Regions from separate parts of the Oryctolagus cuniculus genome. Here region 2 is linked to region 1. The links are chromatin contacts, called in public Micro-C maps. All regions are on one chromosome and are shown on one strand. The core of a region is the stretch at or near the end of the contact, and the rest is flanking DNA. Distances in the headings are between cores, read along the strand shown.

What was found. Hi-C and Micro-C count contacts between places; a contact is called where the count stands out from the background.
Region 2: a contact with region 1 is called in a Micro-C map of ear pinna, with 5 times the contacts expected there. The contact joins two enhancer-like sites. A contact is called at or near these places in 4 of 6 Hi-C or Micro-C datasets (ear pinna, psoas muscle, skin fibroblasts and 1 more).

What each region holds. Positions count from the first base shown.
Region 1 is chr4:90,475,123-90,480,426 of mOryCun1.1, reverse strand. No RefSeq gene overlaps it. Among named protein-coding and RNA genes, the nearest start is that of TPRG1, 20 kb to the right of the region's middle. Within about 2 kb of position 3,921, at least 1 of the 8 cell types and tissues checked has an H3K27ac peak or open chromatin away from gene starts, as enhancers often do. A contact at or near this core is called in ear pinna, where this site is marked.
Region 2 is chr4:90,688,234-90,694,039 of mOryCun1.1, reverse strand. No RefSeq gene overlaps it. Among named protein-coding and RNA genes, the nearest start is that of TPRG1, 230 kb to the right of the region's middle. Within about 2 kb of position 4,474, at least 2 of the 8 cell types and tissues checked have an H3K27ac peak or open chromatin away from gene starts, as enhancers often do. A contact at or near this core is called in ear pinna, where this site is marked.

The sequences.
Region 1 (5,304 bases), core at 2,672-5,171:
CACACAAAGAGCAAGAGAGAGAGAGAGAGAGAGAGAGAGAACGAACAAGAGAAATATCTCCTATCTTTGATTCATTTCTCAAATACCAACTATAGCCAGAGTTGGGCCACGCTGAAGCAGGAATCGGGCAAATCCGTCTGGGTCTCCCATGAGGGTGGTAGGGACACAACTACTTGTACCATCTCCCCTGCCTCATAGAGTGTGCATTAGCAGGAAGCTGCAATGGAGAGTGGAGCAGGAACTCCAATCTACTCACTCTGATATGGGTTGCAGGTATCCCAAGTGGTGGTCTGACCACTATACCAAACACCTACCCCTGGAGCCTACATCTTAACTACTACACTAGCCATGGAAGGCAGTGTTTGGACCAGAGGAGGACAGGGTTATCCAGTGAGTCCTTTCTCTAGGGTAAACTTTCTGCCCACTAACCCCTTTAGAATTAAAAGAACTGTGTTTGGTTAAGAAAAGTTGAGTTTTGGGGCTGGCGCTGTGGTATAACAGGTAAAGCTGTGCCTGCAGTGCCAGCATCCCATATAGGTGCTAGTTCGAGTACCGGCTGCTCCACTTCCAAACCAGCTGTCTGCTGTGGCCTGGGGAAGCAGTGGAGGATGGTTCAAATGCTTGGGCCCCCGCACCTGCATGGGAGACCCAGAGGACGATTCTGGGTCCTGGCTTCGGATAGGCACAGCTCTGGCCATTACAGCCAACTGGGGAGTGAACCAGTAGATGGAAGACCTCTCTCTCTCTGCCTCTTCTTCTCTCTCTGTGTAACTCTGACTTTCAAAAAATAAATAATTCTTTAAAAGAAAAAAAAAGGAAAATAAAAGTTGAGCTCTGCCAAATTTGGTCTCAAATTCTAACGTAACCTCTGCTCAAGCATGGAGAAAGAAAATGTCTTCAGGAATAGGTTAAGTATAGAAGGGCTGGACTATCATGATGACAGGGGGAGAACTGTCCCTCTCCCTTCTCTCCATAAGCTGCTATACCAGCAATTTCAACATTTGGTTAGAGAACGAGGATTATAAAATAGCAATAAAAAGATTTAAAGAAGTGAAAACCCAAAGACTTTTTTGGCTTTGGGCATATTTTAGTCTGGGAAGTCCTTTGGACAATTTTTCGTTCTGCACTTAGATTGGGATGTCTTCTGTCTGGCAGTCCCTTGGCTTCTGAGGAGCTTCACAGATCAGCACAGGACACAAAGGCAAAGAAGTCAGGGGTTCTATGCTTAGGCATAACTGTTTTCTAGCCTGGAGAAGGAAAGATGACCTATAGCATTTTCAGTCTAGCCAGCAAAGTGCTCTCAAGTAGGGAAGGAGGCCAGAGCCCAGGGAAGGTGCTGGCTTTAAACTATTAGGGTTTTTATCAAAAGGAAATGAAATCAGCATACTAGAGAGATAGCTGTTTCCATGTTCATTGCAGCGCTACTCACACTAGCCAAGATATATAACAATTCAAGTATCCATCAAGGGATGAATGAATAAAGAAAATGTGGTCCATATACATAATTGAAAACTACTCAGTCATAAAAAAGAATGAAATCATTTGTGGCAACAAGATGAACCTGGAGGACATTGTTAAGTGAAATAAGTTAGGCACAGACAGACAAATGCTGCACGATCTCACTTAGACTTGTGGGATCTAAAAAAGCTGGTCTCAGAGAAAGAAAGCATAGCACAGTGGTTCGCAGAGTGTTGGGAAGGTATTAGGGAGGGCAGGTAGACTGTGATATGAGGAATAAGTTCTGGTGGTCTACAGGACAATAGGGCGGCTATAGTTAGAAACATTGCAGTGTGTATTTCAAAATAACTAAAAGAGAGAATTCGGAATGTTCTCTCTACAAAAAAATGATAGATATTTTAGGTAATGGATATGGTAAAAATATCATTTAATCATTATCCAATGTATACATGTATCAAAACATCACATCATGCCCCATCTATGTGTCCAATTATTATGAGTCAATAAAAATAATAAAACTGGAGGAAAAGTAGGTCCTGCATGTTTGTGTGACTTGCTAGCTCCTTGGGTCTGGCAGATGGGGGTGGGCAGGAAGTTAGGGAGATGTGACAGATGCTTACAATCTGTGGGTGTTGCTGGCCAGAAGATGGTCACCTTGTGCTTGTGAAGTATAAAGTCAAACCCAAGTTCCTCTGTCTTGGGACACAGAATGTCCTCTAATCCTTTCTCAACCTACTGGAAGAACGTTTTCCGAAAGCAGTGGAGTATACGGAACACATTAGCTGCCTGGGGTTCTAAATCAAGGTCGTGAATTCCATTGCCATCGAACTTCTTGGTGTCTTTCTGTTTGTCTGCAAGGACAGAGATGAAAGGCGACATGCTAAAGAACCCTACCCCTCCTTCCTGATTGGTAAAAGAAAACTATCCACACACTGCCATCTGGTGGCCACTACTAGTCACTGCAGTTTAAATGAGAAAGTTCACTCAACAAACTTAGAAAGGACTGACCTGCTGCCGGCCAGGAGGACAGCAGAGATAAACAAAACATGGTTTCATGCCCTAAGGGACTCACAATATATTAATGGAAGATAATGACATGTCAACAAATAATTACTACTTGATAAGCACACTTTTAAGAAAAAGCTATGAATGACCTCTCTCACTGGGTGCTTAGGGAAGATCACCTTTGGGCTGGGTTTTAAAGAATGCCTTGTTTAACACCATAACAGGGAGCAGGAAGTCCATTCTAAACACCCGGAATATCACACACAAGTACATGTATAAGTTTAGCTGGTAAGCAAGGAGTAGGAGACAGAAGATACAGACATAATGCCAGTCCAGGCCTTAAATACCTGACCAAAATGAAGAGTCTACTCAAGAGTATTTAGCAGCAGTGGGATCAGATTTGGATAATTCTCAGGTAATAGGATCAGATTTAGGGGTTAAAGCAGTATGGATAACTAGTCTGTACATAGGCTTTTCTAAACCCCCTCATTACCAGAATTTGCCTATGGAAACCCATTATGGGAAGTAGGCAAAACTGTAGCTCTTCTGGTTAACACATAATGAGAGTTCAGAGTCTGGAGAAGAGTCACCCATTGTACTTCTCCCATCCTTGCTACCTGCAGGGGGCTTTGGGCCACACCAGTGGTCCAGTCGAAACTCATTTGGTGGCTGCTGCTACGGAGCATTCCTTACCTCAGATGGCCATCTCTGCTCTGGTTTTAGAGCTAACTATATCCTGTCCCTCCTACGACATGAGATGTTCATAAAATAGGTTCCAGATCTTTTCCTCTCCCATGTGCTGGAGCTGTTTGCAGTTCTGGAGACCTGTTTTATTCATAAATGAACTTTGCCAAACACATAGCCAAATCACCTGCTCCTGTCTCTCAGTTTTATGTTGCTAGAGGATATGTGTTGGGGGGTGGGAGACCAGCCATCTCTGAAGCGTCTATTAAATATCTTTTGTGTGCTGTCCATGTGTTAATTCACATTCAGTATCTACAGCACTTAAGTCATCTTCAAACTACCAGTCATCTAGAGTTAGGAAAAGAAATATTTGGCTCTTATCCAATGGCATGAAAACTGCTGCTTTCATTCTAAGAGCTGCGCTGTGGGAAAGTGTTCAAGAGCCTTTTGATAAGTGGCTGATTTATTAAGAATTCCGGAAGAATTGTAGGACTTCCTATTCTGTAAGTTCGTGTAGCCTCTGGATGGTATTTGCCACAAGAGGAGAGATTTCAGCCCAGGAACTGACCAAGAGTAACCGGTTCCCTGATGGGCAGGGGCTGTTTTGTTCCAGCCGGCATGATTATCTTCTGCCCTCTTCACATCCCCACTTTCAAAAGCAAAACACAAATTCCACCCACCAAACAGCGTTTCCTCTTACTGCTTCTCATGCTCCTTGTCTTTACTCACGCCTTGCCCACTCTCTTTGCACGATGGGGTCAGTTTGCTCTCACTTTCCCACACTAACTTCTCTGTTTCAAGCCTGTGTCCGGAACTGCCTCCCTCTCTCCATCTGGCGGCTGACATCTGCACGTCATTCCAACGCAGGCCCCCACCTTTTCTTAGAGGCCTTTACAAAAAGATGTTAGCTTTCACTCTGACTCCTCCCAGTGCTTTATTATGTACATAGTGTTTTCCACATGGCTGAATAACTACTTTAACATGGATTCTTGCCTGCTTTACCTAGGTTAATTGCTAGTTTCCTGAGAGCACACTAACCAGTGTCAGTCTGTGTACCTAATGCCAGGTTTAATAAATGTTAACTGAGTGGCTATCACACGTTAGAACTAATGGGTCAGCTGTTCTCTGTTTTATTAGACAAAATGGAAATATAACCTCGCCTATTGCCTTTGATAAAGAACAACAAGATGGGAGTGTCTGTGTACTTGCAGACTTCGTGTGGCTGCCTACCATTCACTCCCCTTGTTGAGTTGTCACTGCTCATTTCTGTCCCTGTCTTGCTTCATTAAACTGTGAGCTCCTGGGAGGAAGGAAGCTACAGTGCTTGGTGTGGGAACTAGCTCACAGGGCATGATCAATAAGTATTTTCCCATGCATTCTCCAAGTAGCTATGTGGGTTCATCTGAGTACTGAAGGCATGTGGAACCTCAGTAAGACTTCTGCAAGCCCGCTTTTTTTCTGTAATCATCCTGGATGTAAGTCAGTGAGATAGTGAGCACGAGCAGCGCTACTCACATGCTGTCTCGTGTTGTATGACCAGATCCAGAGTTCTCTGAGGACAGGGATGAGGGGATGTTAGTGCCCAGAGCCTGAGATGGATGACGGTATCTCTGACTCTTCCAGTTCCTGGCTGTGTGACCTGTGCAAGTCTCTCCTTGTAGGGTCCTAGTTTTCCCGTCTGTGAAATGAGAAATTCCTTATTCTGACAATGCCTTGGATTCATTTGGTTTTTGCCTCATTGACCAAAAAAAAACAAAAACAAAAACAAAAACAAAAAAAACTGACTCTGGATGATTGATTAGACCCAATCAATAAATGGAGAATTAGAGTTCAGTTCTGGTTCTCATTGTATTGTTTTGTTTTGTTTGTTTGGGTGCTTTTAAAAAGGGAGAGATAGAGAGGTCTTTGATCTGCTTGTTCACTCCCCAAATGGCTGCAATTCTTCTTGGTCTTTCATGTGGGTGCAGGGGCCCAAGCACTTGGGAATCTTCCGCTGCTTTATCAGACCATCAGTAGGGAGCTAGAGCAGAAGTGGAGCAGCAGGGACACAAACTGGCGCCCGTACGGGATGCCAGCACTGCACACAGCTGCTTATGCCACAGGCGCTGGCCCCTCTCATTCTGTTTTGAAAGTGCCTGGGTAAAGACCTGTGACAAT
Region 2 (5,806 bases), core at 3,225-5,724, 210 kb before region 1:
CTGAAACACTGGATGTTGAAAATAGTATCAAACATCAGAGATGGTTAGAACCTGGATTGTGGGATGGAGGTCACTTCCAGCCTCAACTGGATGTTTTTTGGCCTTGCCTCATTTCCTTGGCAGTCCAAGTCTTCCAAATTACTTTCATTTACGTAGTTGTCTTATGGGGTAGGTATAATTTGGGAAGCTCACAGCTCTTTTATTATAAAATATGTAGTTAGCATTCTAGGTTCTGTTCAAAGAGGCTAGGAATTACAAGCTCCCTTATTACCCTTGCATGTTATAATAAAAAGTACTGAAACATAAGCCTGTTAAAGTATTCGTTGACTTTTTAACAAAGATATTGAACATTTGGAAATAACAACAGGCAAGATGACTGGCATGGTGATGGAGTACCAGCTTCAGGGTCTGGAAGCCTGGGTCATCTTCTCCTCTGACTCACTGCTTGCTAGAGAATGAATCATGTGCCCTTTCTCAGCATTGGGTCTCACTTCCTTCATCTCCCCTATAAAATGGGTGTATTTGCCATTTCTGCCACACAGGAGTGGGCGGAGGCTTTAAGAGTCCTCACTAATTACAAGGAAATATTAAAAGCAAAAATAAACGGTAAGAATGTTTTCAACTGACTGGAGAGGCACACATGGAGGGGCGGTAAGGCTATTTTATGATGCTGCTCTAGTTTCTAGACACCCTGGTTCACTGAGCCCTGCCTCTCAGAAACTGAAAGTGGGCATGAGAGCCTGTTTCAAGACAGAGGTGGCAATGAGTCTAGTCTGACAAAGGGGAAGCAAAACTCTTAGGAGATACTGCTTGGCAATCAAGACAGGGAACATGGAAACAGGAATCAAAGATAAACAAGGCTGTTCCACTGAGGTCTTCAGTGCCAGCTTGGAATGCTCAGGCTCCCATAAGGGCCATGGGAGATCAATGGGCAGAAACTTGGCGCCAGTAGCATAATGTTTCAGTGAGATCCATGTGTTTAATGGAGGACAGAAACAAGTTAGGGTCCATCAACCCTAGGCAAATGGTTGGTCCCTCTGTCTAAGCTTCAGTTTCCATGTCAAATAGATGGTTTAGGTCTGGAGTAGCCTTAAGAAGCTGTGATTCTATAGTAAAGACAGGAAGAAATTGCTTGCGTGTGTGTGTTTAGAGGAAGGGATGTGAATGAGATACATCCTTTGTTAGATGGAAAGCCAAGCCCAGCAATCTTTATCCACAGGGAGGAATCCTGACCAGACAGCAAATCTTAGGCAGGTCTGAAGGACTCCTAGGTATCCAGAGCACAAAAATCTTTCTTTAGGCTACAGCATAACACATCTGAACTTGAAGATACGGCCAGTGTCTTCTGTCTGGACTTTTTCTGTAATCTACTTCCTGGGAGCTGAGACAGCTGATATTGGGGTTCATGCTAACCAGCTGTTCCTCCAGATGTTTCAGATCTGCCCTATCCTATGTTAGATTATTAGACATCTTCAGCTAACTTGAATCACATGGTTTGGAAGCCTTAAAACACTGCCTTGGATGTACAACTTGGTAGACTATCTTTGACATTTCCTAAGGTTGACTCCAAGACTGGCATGCAGAAGGATCTTTATCGTAATAGTGCTATCAGGCCATTGTGAGCATTTGGGGAGTTACCTAGTGGATGACAGCTTTCTCTGTCTCTGTCTTTCAAATAAATAAAAATTAAAAACAATTTTTGGAACAGGTCTTCAAAGAAGGAGGTACCTTTCTCTGAAGGGAGGAGAGAACCTCCACTTTGACTATGACCTTGTCTAAACAAGATAAGAGTCGGAGAACTCAGAGGGCTTCCATAGCCTTGGAAACTCATGACTGGAGCATAGGGAGATTACTGATGCCATAGACAGGAGTGTCAATTGGTAAAGTCAACAACAGGAGTCACTGTGCACTTACTCCTCATGTAGGATCTCTGTCTTAATGTGCTGTGCATTGAGATTTAATGCTATAACGAGTATTCAAACAATATATTTCACTTTGTGTTTCTATGGGGGTGCAAACTGTTGAAATCTTTACTTAATGCATACTAAACTGATCCTCTGTAAAAAAAAAAAAAAAAAAAGAAAGAAAGAAATTATCAACTCCCAACTTGACTCTCACTGGGATTAAACATGACAATAGGTCTGATCTGATTTCATCATCATTAAAAAAAAATCATCTATTATTTTTCACTTTATGTTTCTGTGTGGGAGCAAACTGTTGAAATCCTTACTTAATGTATACTAAGCTGATCTTCTGTATATTAAGATAATCGAAAATGAATCTTGATGTGAATGGAAAGGGAGAGGGAGTGGGAAAGGGGAGGGTTGTGCGTGGGAGGGACGGTATGGGGGGGAAGCCATTGTAATCCATAAATCGTACTTTGGAAATTTATATTCATTAAATAAAAGTTAAAAGAAAAAAAAAACAATTTTTAGCTTGCAGTGGTTTCAGTCATTTCCAGAATAATTGCATTTAAACTTTTGCTTTATAGTTGGGTTTAAAACTATTTGTGTTCTTTATTGCAAGCTTCCTCAAACATTTTTACAGTAGGTTTATGTAAATAAATGAAGATTTAATTGGACCCAAGTTGGTGTATGAAGTGAAGAAATATGAATGTTAAACTGACACCCTCCTAAGACTTCAGGTGAAGTGAAGATCCAAATTCAGAATATCATAAGAGAAAGCTCCTTCTATTGCCACTATTGACATGGTGCTCTCGTATCTGAAGTGCGGTTTTGTGTGAGAAGACTTGAAGGGATTGTGGTTATCTCTCAGTAGCATAAGGATCCAGTGATAATTGGGAGAAGAAAATCTAAATTGTGCTGGGAAGATTATATGGTAGAAACTACATTTAGTCAATAAGGACACCATAATCCAGGTTTATTCAACCAATTCTTAGGTGGTCTTGAGATCTATATCTCAACATGTCCTAAATGATAGGGAGGAGTGAATGAGTTTGGAAGATTCTTTTCGTACTCAGATCCTATTTGCCAAAAAGGCTGAGTCTACATTGCTTGACTGACCAAACTCTCCCATTCCACCATGGAATCCTCAAACCAGCTAAGGAATAGATGCCTTTACCCTTAGCCCACACAATATCCTAACTGCTGGTGACTGAAGGGTATGTGTAGTTTGGAGAGGGGTGGTGGCAGCAGGTCTCTGACATAAACACTGACCTGTGTTTGTCCCCTGACATACACTGGACCTGTATATTCACTTGAATGATGACTGAATGGTCAACTACCTTTAGCCTGCCTTACATGCATTTCCTAAGGAAAAACTAAATTCTAAGTTCAAGATGCTAGAAACTTGTAGACTCAGAATATAAAGCATGAAATGAATCTGATAGATTGTGTGGTTTAGTTCCTCATTTGATAAAGAAAGCAAACTGAAGTTTAAAGAGACTTATCCAAGGCTCCTGGCCAAAGAAAGATGTAGAGCCAAGGAGCCTTGGGGACAGGGATGGAGCCTATACCTCTATTGCTTTTTGGTTCTCGTGTGTGTGTGTGTGTGTATGTGTGTGTTATATTTTTTATTTTGCTACAAGTTGCAGTTCAGTGTCTAAATTGCAATGAATAAATCTTTTGCTTGGCGACCCAGTTGCTAAGCTTTGATGACATCATTCTTGGACTCAAAAATCTTAGTGGATTTCTGTTACCCATTCATAGTACAAGATTCATTTTGTGTCATTATTTTGGCTCTGTCCATGTGTTCAAGTGATGACCATCACTTTTAAAAGCATTTATGAATTTCATTATGAATGCTGGTAGGCAGCAGTAGATGGGTAGTTTTGTTGAACATTTGGCTAGCTTTGACACACACTTACCTTGGTGAAACTTTTCCTCATTTCTCAGACTTCAGTGACTCTTCTGTGCAATTGCCTGGATGTCATATTTCTTAACTCATTTCCTGTTTTTTTGAGGATTAGGTAATCATTTTTTTTCTTCATAATGGAAAGAAAAATAGAACTGGAAAATGGGGTATTCCAAGTTTTACCAGAGTATGAGCAGTATTTTATAAGGCAAGACAAAGAGATCAATGAACTATCTTTTAGGTCAGCACAGAAGGACTCAGACAATATCAACCCAGCAATTTGGTGAAGGGGGCTGAGATTGGCCTCCCAGTTTCTCAGTGCATCCTCAATTCTGCTCCAAGAGCACCCTCTGCTGGACTTCAGTAGGACCCAATTTCCTCAACCATCTTGGAAATGTGGCCAACTGGAACTCTGGAAAGATGGAAAGGAAGACTGGGGCTCCTTTTGAGCGATGGGTTCCCACTCTAGGAAATTTTGAGTTACCTCTACTTAAATACCAGCCCTCACTGTGGTGCAGTGAGTAAAACCACCACCTGTGGTGTCGGCATTCCATATGGGAACTGGCTATTCCACTGCCGAGACAGCTCTCTGCTATGGCCTAGGAAAGCAGTGTAAGATGGCCTGAGTCCTTGGGCCCCTGCACACACATGGGAGATCCCAAAGAAGCCCCCAGCTCCTGGGCTCCTGTCCTGGCTTTGGATCGGCCCAGCTCTGGCTGTTGTGGCCATTTGGGGAGAGAACCAGTGGATGGAAGACCTCTTTTTCTCTCAATTTCACTCTCTCTGCCCCTGCCTCTGTAACTCCACCATTCAAATAAATAAATAAATACCAGTCCTAAATAAAATGAATCTAGTCCATGAGGTCCTCTCACTTCTTCATTCTTATTCACTCTCTTTCAATTTTTTTTGGTAACTTTAACCCAAAAGATCATCATGTGATGAATAAATGAGACTTAAAGAACAGAACTATAGTTCTATAAGATAGATATAAGATAGGAAGTTTATGTTCTTCTCAAGGCTTACTTGCAAGGTTATAAAGAGTAATTTCTTAGAATAACTCAGTTTCTAACTTCAGATTGTATTACTCCTTTGTTTAAAAAACTATCAGCCATTCATTGCCTACTAAATTAAGTCAGCATTCTTTGCTTAGCATTCAAGATATATTTGTAAATTCATAATACATTATTTTGTTTGCATTTCATTTATCAAAGGTAATAGTATGCTTATTTTAAATAAGAACTTTACCCTGATTCACTTTGTATGAAATGAAAATGTATTGAAATTTTTAAAAAGTCTATTTAAATATCAAGGTCATGTTTCACATTAAAAATAAGGCTCAGCAAACAATCTGTTTATAATTTCTAAGAGAAGACTGTGTATAAATAATTAGCTTTTTGAAAAGAGGCAATAATTGATTTAGCATTTATATTAGCTCTAGCATATTCTCTAGGAGGTAGATTATGTCAAACTTACTTTATATAACAATTTAGGGGGAACTGATAATTTTTGGGAATATATTTTATTGAATAAACATAATGATATGGTAACTACAACCATTATGCCAAAGAATTGAAGAGCACAGCTGGGTAAACCTTAGAGATGGCATCATCTTATAACTCAGATGGTAAAATGAGACCTTGAAAGAATAATTTTCCCAAAGGTTCATGGTCCATAATTCATGGAGATTGAATTGGAATTTGAGTTATCTAATTCTCAATTCAGACCTCTTACCACTACCTAACTATACTTTTGGCTAAATGCCTTTGCTACAGTGGCACGAAAACGGACAAAGGGTAAGAGATTCTTGAAGTGCCATAAAACGCTGCTTCCTAAATCCCCACAAAGTTAAAGGAATTTCCTAATACAGACATTGTCCTGTTCTCCTGGATCCTTAAGAGGCTGAGAATTGGGGCATTCAGATCCTTTCCCTGTGCTGACCCTTCATGCTGTGTACACATGGGCTGGCCAGATGTTAGAGAAATAAAATAAACAT